2 separate regions of the Mus musculus genome follow, and region 2 is linked to region 1. The links are chromatin contacts, called in public HiChIP or PLAC-seq maps. All regions are on one chromosome and are shown on one strand. Each heading gives the region's core, a stretch centred on a gene start, on an enhancer-like site or on the middle of the called end of the contact. The rest is flanking DNA. Distances are from core to core; before and after follow the strand shown.

Region 1 (5,645 bases), core at 489-2,988:
TTTGGATTTCCTTTCAATTTCCAAGCTACAACATTTGAGAATAAATATTAGAATCTGATAATAGTTACCCTTAATTTAATGCCATGATCACTCCTGAACTTGATGCTGGCTCCATCTAAAATTAGATGACATCAAAGTAGTCTTTGTGGTATTGATTGAGTGTTTAAGTTCATTTGTTTGGGTTTTGTCTGGTTTTGTTTTATTGCTGAAAATTAAATTCAATGTCTGACTATCACACACCAAGTACACATTATTATCACTGAATTATATACCAGTCCATGGAGCCATTTTCATACAGAAATACTGATATCTAGCTTTGCTGAGCAGAGACAAATATGTCTAAAATAGTTGAATTTGAAGAACTTGCTCAGGGATAATATTTCAGTCTACTTTAAGTACTTCTATGCTGCTGTGGAAGGTTGAACATGCTTGGCCCATGCGAAGTGATACTATTAGGAGGTATGGTCTTCTTGGAGTAGATGGGACCCTGTTGGGGGAAGTACATCACTGAGTTTTTGAGGTGAGTTTTGAGGTTCTATGCTTCAGTTCCATTCAGTATGGAAGAGAGCCTCCTCCTAGCTACCTGCAGAAGAGAATCTCCTTCTGCCTGCCTTCAGATCAAGATGTAGAACTCTCGGCTCCTCTAGCACCATGTCTGCCTGAAAGCTGCCATGCTTTCTGCTATAATAATGGACTGTACCTCTAAAACTGTAAGCCAGTCCCAATTAAATGTCCTTATAAGAGTTGCTTTGGTCATAGTGTCTCTTCAGAGCAATGAAACCTTAACTAAGACAGAAGTGTTGTTTAGAACAGGTTTCCTAACTCCTTCTAGGACTGACCCCTCATCTACACACAAAAAAGATATCAGACCACGCTTAAAGTGGAGCGTGTGGGAGAACAGTACGTGGCCTGCACACTGTCTCCTACTCTATGTGTGAACCTATTTCTATAATTTAGCTAACAAACTTTGAAATATTTCTGATGTCCTATATTGTCAGAAGTGACTGCAAAAAAAATAACCCTCATAAAGTGACACAGTCACTTTAAACCCAAGAAAAAATTTAATAATCCTATCTGAAGCATTAATCTTTGCTAACAGAGACACTTTCTCATAAGTGATAATTCTGTGTTCAAAATTCCATCACAGTGAATAAAAAGTTTCTTCTTTTTAAAAAGATGAGTTAATATCATAGAACAAAGGTAATGAATTTTTCACTCAGTTACATTAAATGGTTGGACATCGATTCTATATCAGCCAGATTTCCTGTTAAGAGGTCAGTATGTAGCAAAGGTGAAAAGATTTTTCTTAAACATATTATTAAGACTAAGGTAAGAGCTTCAGGAAGACAAAAGTAAAATGTACCCCCCCTGTTTTCACAATGAGTCCAGTGAGTGCCATTAAATAATTGAGCATGGGTGGGGTCTGATGCTTACGGTTTATAGTTTATGTGTGTGTGTGTGTGTGTGTGTGTGTGTGTGTGTGTGTGTGTGTGTGTGTGTATGCATATATATATAATTTCTTATGGAATGGTTCAGTTTTATGCAGCCTATCTCATCCCCAGTAGAATGGAAGAAAGTGTACCACTGTTCTTTATATCCATTAGAGGTAATGAGTACTGAAACAGAAAGGGACTTTCTGCTTAGAGATCAAAAAGCTGTTGTTCCAAACCACACAGCTTTAGAGAACACTGGAAACACTCTGGTAGTGAAGAGTTGGCTAGACATGACAGGGACCACGCAGTCTCTGTTTGTTCTGGTAGCACTCATTGTGCCAAAATTTGAGCATAACCATCAGTGTCTGTAGCACTGCCATGTGGAAAACACACATATGCAAACCCTGGCACTCAGTAGTCAGTTGCCATGACTGATCTTGAGAGAAAAAGAGAGTAATACCCCCAAAACCAATGAAGATATCTCAGTAAGAGTGGGTAACACAGGAAGCTCTGTCTATCACAAAGAGGACTCAAGGTGTCACCCGCAATACAGGATGAGTCAAACAGCAAGATAAAGAAGCAAGAAGAGACAAAGCATAGAAACTTGTTGCACAGTAGACACTCTTTTTTAAAAAATAAATCATTTAATCCTTTTTTACAGTCTAGCTGTCATCCCCTTCCCTGTCTACTCTCTGACTGTTCTCTATCCCATTCCATCTTCACAAGGATGCCCTCAATCCCCAGCTCCCCACACCACTATACTTTCCCACTCCCTGGGGCCTCCAGCCTCTTGAGGGTTAGGTGCATCTTCTCTGACTGAGTGGAAACCTGTAAGTCCTCTGCTGTGTATGTGTCAGGGGCCTCATATCAGCAGGTATATGCTGCCAGGTAGGTGGCCCAGTGTCTGAGAGATCTCAAGGGTTCAGGTTAGCTGAGACTGCTGGTCCTTCTACAGGATCACCCTCCTCCTCAGCTTTTTCCAACTTTTCCCTAATTCAACCACAGGGGTCAGTAGCTTCTGCCTGCTGGTTGGGTGCAAATATCTGCATCTGACTCTTTCAACTTCTTATTTGGTCTTTCAGAGGGTGGTCACAATAGGCCACTTTTTGTGAGTTCTCCATAGCCTCAATAATAGTGTCAGGCCTTGGAACCTCTCCTTGAGCTGGATCTCAATTTGGGCCTGTTGCTGGATCTCCTTTACCTCAGGCTCTTCTTCATTTTTGTCCCTGCAGTTCTTTCAGGCAGGAAAAAATATGGGTCAGAGTTTTTGACTGTGGGATGGCAACCTCTGCTGCAGGTGGGCTCTATGAGTTCCCTCTCTGCACTGTAGGGCATTCACTTTAATGTCCCTCCCTTTGAGTCCTGAAAGTCTTCTACCTCCCAGGTCTCTGGTACATTCTCCATCTCCACTCTCCTGAGGTTATCTGTTTCCATTCTTTCTGCTGGCCCTCAGAGCTTCATACCTTAAAAATGTTAACAAGACAAAGAGCGCAAGTGAGGATGCCTCAATCCCACTTGGGAGGAAGAAGAAAGCAATCGCAGAAGGGAAAGGGAGGGACCTGAGTAGGAAAGAGGACATGGAGGGGACGAGAGGAACATGATCAGATATTGGGTGGGTGGTAGCAGACACTCTTGAAATTGAAAGTTACATCATGGATAACTGGAGCTGGAGTTTGGAGTTCTATTGATAGATACTGTGCTGAAACTACTTAGAGATGGCTAGTTTCCAGCAGTAAATCAAGAGAGAACATCTGCTTAGAGAGCTTTAATTACATTGTGTTCTATAGCAAGCAGTGTATACAATGGTAGAGGAATAATATATAATTTAGTAAAACTATCTCTCCATACATACTTTATTTAAATCCTGTATAACCATGATATCTGTCACCGCTTTAAATTCATGGGACAAAAGAAAACTTCATATGAAAATTTCTGAACTTATTGTCATAGAATATACAGAGTTGCAGTTCTCTGCAGGTGTTTGCCATGGACACTAGTTAAAGTTAACTTTCACCAGCACTATGTGCAGAGCCCTGTGTCTTGTTTTTGAGAAGTCCTAAAACACAAGTCCTCCTTCATTATCTTCCACCAGTCTTAGCTCACTCTTTTCAGAGAAGTAAACATGTGGAAGACTGGTTTTCCTTAGTAAATGATGAGAGCAACTCTTCCCTGAGTGTCTGGTCCTGATGTTGCACAAGTTTATTCTTTTCTATCCCAAACCTCTTGAAATAAACAGCAGTTCTCCCTGTACTTTTCACTGCCTACTCATTCTTTGACCCACAGCAATTCAGCTGTATCTCCCTCAAACAGTGCCTTTCTTCCCAAAGGCAAGACTAAACACCAAATCCAATTAATTTCTCTGGTCTTATAGTATTTGGCAGTTTGGAGACATTGGATAGTATAGGCCATTATCTCCCTGAAACTGTATACTCTCTTAATTTTCTTTCTAATCCCTATTTTCAATCACGTTTACTGCCCCTTTCTTTTTCTGATTATCCATAAAACACCACATCTCACATGTCACCATTTATTTCCTACTATAAATCTATTTCCTGTGGACTTACACAGGGCCTTGGTAGTCAAGGTGACTACTTCTCAGCTGCTAATCCAGATCACAGATCTGCGTTGGACAGCTCTTCTCTATTCTCTCAGAGCACCTTAAATTAACATAGGGACTGAATTTATAATCCCCGAGAAGCTAGCTCTTTTCCTTGATTTTCAGTGAACAACAGAGACCGTGCTCAAGCTAAATGATCTAGACAGAAGCCCCAGTAGTATCATTCTTTTCTTTTTCAGTAGTATCATTCTTGCCTGTTATCTTTACATAACCTTGCTATCCTTGAAACAATCAGTCATATTCTCCTCATTTTCCCAAAAGAATTATCGATTCAGCCCAATCCTTTATGGCTACAGAGTGACTGCAAGTAGGACTTTTGTAGCTGATACATGGGAGCATGATTTTCACATGACTTACACATGGAACCATGACTGTAGTTTGAACATAAAGTATCTCCCACAGGCTTGTGTGTTTGAACATTCGATCTCCACACAGTAGTGCATTTTGGGAGACTGTGGGGTCTTTGGAAGGATTGCTAGCTAGAAGAACTAGCTCACTAGGAGGTTGGACTTTATGTGCTCCAGCCCCTATACCCTCTGGTCTGCAAAGATGTACACAAGCTACCTGTTGTCCTTACCACCAAGGACAGCAGCCACTCCTGCCATGCCTTCTCTGTCTTGAAGCTGCAAAGCAAGATAATGCTGCTCCTTCTTGGCTTTCAAGGAATTGAGAAAAGTAGCTAGCCTCAGATTGGAAGCAATAGCACCTTCTAGCTTCTCTAGCTTTCAGAATCAAAATATCAATAAAGTAGATGCTTACTGAAATAGGTGCCTTAGGAAATCCAAACTAGTGGGGACTCGGCAAAAGAAAAAAAAATCACAAGAAGGTGTAAGCCCACTGTAGTATGATGGGAGGGGGTGATAACAAGGAAAGACAAAGAGACATAATGAGCTAAGTGGGTAAAGGAATGCATACAAAAGAGAAAGTTTGTCTTAAGGTATCTGATAGCTTCCAAAAATACATTGTAGAGTCACTCAGACCTGTTAGGAGAAAGTCAAACACAGGCTTGTTTTAGTTAGTCTTCACCTGTTTTCTTTTTTTTTCCCTCAAACTTTACTATTATCTGTCTACCTACTATATTTAGCAAGTATTTGAAAAAGGCCTTATTTTTTTTTTCCTTTGAGCAGTGACTATAATGTATAACTTGAATCCAAACTCCTTGGCCAGGATCGCTCAGAATAGACTCAAAAGAGATCATCTCCTACTTCTGTTGGGAATAACCTAGTATTTCATGGCAATAGACAAACAGTTTAGATGGTCAGATGGAGAATGTGGGAAGATCATGCAAGCATGTGAGATTTATTCAAAGACAGAGCTTCAAAAAACCCTGTTTGACAGTGGAAACTCTGGACCTTCTTCGCCCACTCTAGCTGGTACCTTTGTTGCCCTATATTTAATTCAAGTTTCATGTTGACCTGGGACACTGAGAGAATGTAAGATATAGTCTACAGAGTCAACTAAGCTGAGGGAACTTTATTTCTGTGCTAAACCCTTCCTACTAACCAGGTAAATAAAGCCATTTCCAAATCACTTCTCAAAACTCAAAAAGGGGGTCAGGCATCCCTCCTTTTGTCTTTGCTTTTAAGGATAGTACA
Region 2 (5,983 bases), core at 3,476-5,975, 110 kb before region 1:
AAAGTCAGAAAGTTTTAGCCAGCATTTGCAAACAGACAATCCTGCTTATGGTCACTACTCATAGTCATTTTATTCTCATTCATCCTTCTCCTGTGCTCCTAACATGGCTTTGCTTTGTGGACAAATCTCTAGGAAGGAGTCATAAATTATTATTATTATCATCATCATCATCATCATCATTATTGGATCTAGATGCGCCATCGAATCTTTCAGACTTTTCCTTCTTGCTCTAATTATTTTCCTAGCATGCGTCCTAATTTTCAGGGCATGAGACTCTCTGGTTTTCTGTTCTGTTTTTCAAATCATTCCTTTTTGCTGTCTTTGGGCACTATTCTGCTTTCTTTGACTACTCACAGCTATGATTCCTGGGGCCTCAATCTGCTCTTCAGTTTGTTCCTCATAGTTTCTTCCATAGGTGACAGCATCTGCTTCATCATCGCTTAGACTCAGCAGGGACCTCATTGCAGTCTGTTCATATATACAACCCAGCATCCCAATGTGAGTATATAAAAGATCAGATCAATTGCAGTAGATACGAAAACCAAGCTAACAATTGCTGTCTCCACCTTTGTCTGTGTCCCATGCATATTTTACTGACTTTGTTATTTCAGTTCATAGCCCCAAGTTCCAACTGCTAGTATTTGCATCTCTTGGCATAGAGACCACCCTCGACCATTGGCAGCTTCAATGTTCAGTCAACTTGGCCAGACAAAGGAACACAGTGATGGTGTCTACTAGTCAACTATACACATGCAAGGCCAAACTAGAGAACAATACCCATGCCTGCTTCCCTTCAAGAGGAAAAGCTTTGCATCACATGTTCTATTCTGGTGTCTAGGGTTCACACAAGGCAGAAGCTAAGATAGTGATTCCTTTTATCACCAGCTTTCCTGCCTCCACTTCATTTCATCACTTCTTCATTTGTATTTCCCCAAACTGACTCTCAAACCACTTGTCCATAGGCCTGCCTGAGGTCTGACATAGAGAAGGCCATGCTGAGCTGTCTTCCTCCACACTGTTTTTGAGCTTCCCTCCTCGGCAAGGGGGAGTACCACAAGCCCAACTGCATTGGCTAAAACACAAAGTGAGACCTTTGTCCTCTATTCCTCCCTCCTAGTCAACGATTCCTAAGTCTTAGAAGCACTGCCTAACAAAGAGTTTCAAATCATTTCTTTTCCATCATCTCCATCAATAATCCCATCCAGTTTTCTAGACTTCCACGTATCAGTGGGCTAGTGGTAGCACATCCCCCACTTGTAGAATAGGTACTACTTAACTAAATGCACCTTATCTCCCTACTCCCCGCCCTGCATGCTCTAACAACATACTAACATTAACAACGTTCATTTTTTTTTCTTTCTAGAAATTCAAAAGCCTCCTCCCACTCCCCCACTGAGAGTTTCAGAACCTGTTAATCCCCTGGAATCTTTGCACTCTCAAGGGACCCTGTCATTTCTTTTGCCTAAGCTGTAAGTGTAGCTGAAGGAAGGGGCTATTACAGGTGGGTGTGCTTTGAATAACCATTTGAATAATACTTTAGAATCACTGGAGAACTGAACATCTCTTCTGAGAATGATTCGAGGTAAAATACATTCAGGATCCAAATAGCAAGCAACAGAATGGCTTCATCTCAAGCTAAAGACAATAGGTGGCGAATGGGTTAGGAGTTCAGCCTGCAGATGATGCCTACATCCTTACAGGAAAGGAATCCCCCAGCATGCTCTGGCACACTGTGAAAGAGGAACAGGGGGCTGACAAAGTGCTGGCAAGGGTATCATGCTTAGGGAGCTACTTCAGCAGCCCAGGTGCAAGCATGCTTGTAAAGACAGCAGCTGTGGCTTGAAGAGGAGGGGTTCACCCAAAGATGTTCTGGAGGGGGAGTCTGCAAAGTCTGAGAACAGCGCAGTCTGTCTCTATATTTATTAGACACTGAACAGCTGTAAACTAGTATTTTACAGCTCATTTATATAGACTCCAAGGCCAACTTCAGTTGGGTAAGGATTTTAAGAGTAGTGGAATAAAACTTAAAAGTGTTCCCATGTTCTGCCTACAAGCAGCATATGTACATTTGTATGCCCACACACATGTAATCACAAACATTTCTTATTCAGCAACAATGAAAAGTATTTAGCTTTTGGTGGCTAATGAGGATATAAAGACGTTAGTGTAGAACAGGTTGTTATTGCTCTGTAAATTGTTGGATAAAGTTGATGGTTAATCTTAAGATTTATTTTTAATTTTGATTATGTATGTATGCCTGGAATGGGGTTGGGGTGTTTACAAATATGAGTACAGGTGCCATGGGACCAGAAGGGGGCATCAGATCCCCTAGAGCAAGAGTCACACACAATTATGAATCATTTGACATGGGTGCTCAGGACTGAACTTGGGTCCTTTTCAGGAACAAATGTACTCTTGTCCACTGAGCCACTGGCTCTCTAGCTTGATGTTAGTAAAATTTTGATTGTCAATTTGGCAGAATTTGGAATCACCTAGGAGATCAATTTTCAAGTACTTCTATGAAGATGTTTGTAGGGAATTTTGACTGAGGTGGAAGACACCTCTTTTCCCTGGACTGTAGTGTGGTGTCTCCACACTATACAATACAATCGTACACAAAGAGAAGAGAAAAATGAAAGGAGTGCATTCTCTCTGCACTTCTTGTAAGGATGTGATGCAACCAAGTGCCTCATATGCCTGCTGCCACAGATATTGCACCCAGCACCAAAATACTTTCCTGATCATGTGTCACCTGTCACCGTGGACCGTGTCATCTAATTGTGAATCAAAAATATCACCTTTCTTCCTTAAGTTCTTTATCTGAATTAAGAAAAGAAACTAATAGAGTATAGAAAAGAAACCTTGACACTTTGCCACCTCACAATTGAAAGACAAGACACCATCAGCAACCAGATCTTCAGCTGGCTAGAGGAACGTTTTGTCCACTCATCTATAAGTAGAAAAGGGTGTAATTTCCAAGAGGGACAAAGATTATTCTTCTTGTTCCACTCTAATCTGATCTAGAAATGTCTTTGGTTCAGGTACATCCTGTCCTTGTTTTCTGGGTCACCTCTCTATAACTAGGGCATCTCACTGCTAGGCTCCTTGCTCCAGATGGAATCAAAGCTGTATTTCAGTGGGATTATTATTTGTAAAATGAGGACATGGAATGTGTCACTTGAATGAAGAGGAGATCAATAGTTCAAAACAATTTGGGGAAAAGAAAAAGAACTTAATGTTTGAGTCGATATAAAAGAGATGGGAGACAGGGATAGAGGATGAGTCTAAAACTTGTACAGTTGCAGAAAGCCCATGCAGGTGATCAAAACAGACTCACCCAGAAGAACAGACACTGGACATAAAAAGGAAGGCAATTAGTTCAGTCCAAGGTAAGATCAGTTTGAAAAAAAGAAAAGCCTAGATATGCATGTGGCCATTTCCCACTGAGATGTTATTTTGGGAAAATGTGTTATATCACCTGAGACAGCTTTATTTCCACTTGGAGTCAGAAAAATAAGCTTAGCGGTTACAGGAAGAGAAATAAAGGTCCTGAAAGATGTGCACAAATTGTAGAGGAGAATATCAATTGCAGTTTTTATCACCCCAGATGATGCCTTGGAAATGACAATATTTCTTTATACACCCAGGGGAAAGACTAGGAGACAAAGAGAGGACTTTTTTCTCTTTTCCTATTGCATAAAAACTGATACAACACAAAACTAGTCCTCAGGGCCCCTGATCTACAAGCAACCTCCACTTCCAAACAGCTGCTCAGCCGGAGAAAGGCTTCCAAAAAGACTGCCTAGAATATCTGTGTGCAAGGGTGAGCATCTCCCAAAGTGTCCGTGACTGCTGACAGAGCTGGAGAAAGCCTGGATGCTTTCCAGGGTAAGCTGCTGACAGGATATTTTAAGAAGTTGAAGAGAGGAAAAACTAAAGAATGGATAAAAGTTGGGGCTGAATATAGGTTCAGCTGTGATGATCTGAATGGATACAGGATCAAGAACAGAACTTGAAAGCTCCCTTGGTTTCTTAAAAGGACTTTTGTGAAGTTTCAAATCCTCTGCAGAGAATAAGAGAATAGAATTCATAGAAATAGAAAGACCCAAAACCTAGTATTGATAAGACCACCCCTCTACCTCTCATCAACACAGGCACCAGCTTTAAGTATCTTGAGATAACCAAGATGTTTTGGTCATAGAAACATTTAAGATTTTCATGTGGTTACAAGTTTACAAACAGTGAAATCATATGATTAAGTCTTTATCAGCACTGTGATTTAATTCTAACACATCACCCACATGTCTCTACATACTCCATACATGCAATAAATTTATTTTATATAGTTATAGCAATTTTCAGGTGAACCAGTAACCAAACTTATATATTAATTATGGAAAGTGTTATCATTAACTAATACTAGACCCAGCATTAAAATAAATTCTCCATGCAGATGTTGAACATTCTGTCAAAAGCACACAAAAACCAATAAGAACAGAAAGCTGTGAATGTTCCCATGCTTCTGCTAGCTCTTCTTCCCTATCATATGCATAGAACCATTGTGCAGTATTTGTTATATGTCATTTGTAATGATGGATTTGATATATTATGATTTCTAAAATAAGAATAAAGCTGACTTCTATTCAGTTAGGTATTCAGTTCATGTCACTCTGCAGAGCCACCCAGTGACCCATTTTCTTACATCTCATGATGTCATTGCATATAAACAGCAGGAAGGAAAGAGAAGTATTCTCTAACTTTATAACATGTGTTTGTCAAGTAAGACTTTCTCACTGTGGTTACATAAATGAAAGGCTTGGCCAGATTTAATCCTCAACCCTGGAAAAGCCCCAGAGAGGGTCAACTTTGATGTGACCCCTCTTTTGCAGCCATAAGAACTCTTGGACACAAGGTCGCAAGCCCTGACTGTGGAACACAAGATAAATTACCACCTCCTTGTCCTCAGAGACATACTCTAAGACCTTAGTGTATGCATCAATTCACTACATTAATCAAACCATATGAATGTTGCTTGTCCTGCACACATGTCTATGAATGACAGGGGATTAACCACAATGAGAAAATAGAGCAGTGAAAACAATATACAGTAGGGATTATTGTATCATCAGCTGTTTATTACTAGAATTTTTACATTTAATAATTGTGGTCTGTAGATAATTGAAAACAAAGAAATTAAAACTACGGCTGGTGCTTAGTGGACTTCCTGAGACTAGAAGACCTGAAGGTGTTACTTTGGTTTTTTTAGAAGTTAAGGCTGATGTAGTTGATAAGATCATTATTATAATTTTGGAAATTCTGAGTAACTGAATGAGTAATTTTCAAACTTACAGACACACATTACAAATTTCCCCCCAAAGGTGTTTGGTAAGATAAAACTTTACCAAATATTTTACATATACAATAATTTATAAAATGTTTGAAAAATCAGAACTTTCTTTGCTATCCAGTGCAATAAAAAACAAATAAAATTATACAATTCTCTACTCAATTTTCTTGGCACATTCTTTGTTGTGAAAGAATAAATTATAGTGAATAAAAGAAATTTGAGATTATATGAAAGGAAAGTTCTAAGACATTATTGACAATAGAGATGTAATGCCTATATGACAAAACAGAAGGAGAAATTCTGTTCAAGTTCAAAATGTGTTCAATCATTTTTAAGTTAAAAATATGTGTGTGTGTGTGTGTGTGTGTGTGTGTGTGTGTGTGTGTGTGTACAGGTGTATACATGCCACAGTGTAAATAAGTGGAAGTCAGATAATAACTTTGATGTTACCCCTTGCCTTCCAGTTTGCTTGAGACAGGTCCCTTCATGTCTTCCCTGTCTATACCAGGATGGCTATCCCACAAGCTTCTGGAGACTCTCCTACCGACATATGTTATCTTGTTATAGGAGTGCTGGGATTACAAGTGCAAATGCTACAATGTCTGGTTTTCTATAATTTTGAAATACTTTACGAAG

Evidence for each region. HiChIP or PLAC-seq counts read pairs in DNA pulled down with a chosen protein or histone mark.
Region 2: a contact with region 1 is called in a CTCF HiChIP or PLAC-seq map of CD8 T cells, with 20 read pairs. The contact joins two enhancer-like sites. A contact is called at or near these places in 2 of 15 datasets of contacts at CTCF or cohesin (CD8 T cells and pro-B cells), 13 of 484 Hi-C or Micro-C datasets (the Ba/F3 cell line, CD4 T cells, CD8 T cells and 7 more) and 5 of 115 datasets of contacts at active chromatin or transcription factors (CD8 T cells, regulatory T cells and thymic regulatory T cells).

What each region holds. Positions count from the first base shown.
Region 1 is chr8:81,494,029-81,499,673 of GRCm38.p6, reverse strand. All of the region lies in intron 2 of Inpp4b (inositol polyphosphate-4-phosphatase, type II), which reads right to left. Among named protein-coding and RNA genes, the nearest start is that of Gm51582, 150 kb to the right of the region's middle. Within about 2 kb of position 1,738, at least 25 of the 459 cell types and tissues checked have an H3K27ac peak or open chromatin away from gene starts, as enhancers often do. A contact at or near this core is called in CD8 T cells, Th1 cells, Th2 cells and 2 more, where this site is marked.
Region 2 is chr8:81,610,668-81,616,650 of GRCm38.p6, reverse strand. The region is part of intron 2 of Inpp4b (inositol polyphosphate-4-phosphatase, type II); the gene reads right to left. Among named protein-coding and RNA genes, the nearest start is that of Gm51582, 270 kb to the right of the region's middle. Within about 2 kb of position 4,725, at least 10 of the 459 cell types and tissues checked have an H3K27ac peak or open chromatin away from gene starts, as enhancers often do. A contact at or near this core is called in CD8 T cells, Th1 cells, Th2 cells and 2 more, where this site is marked.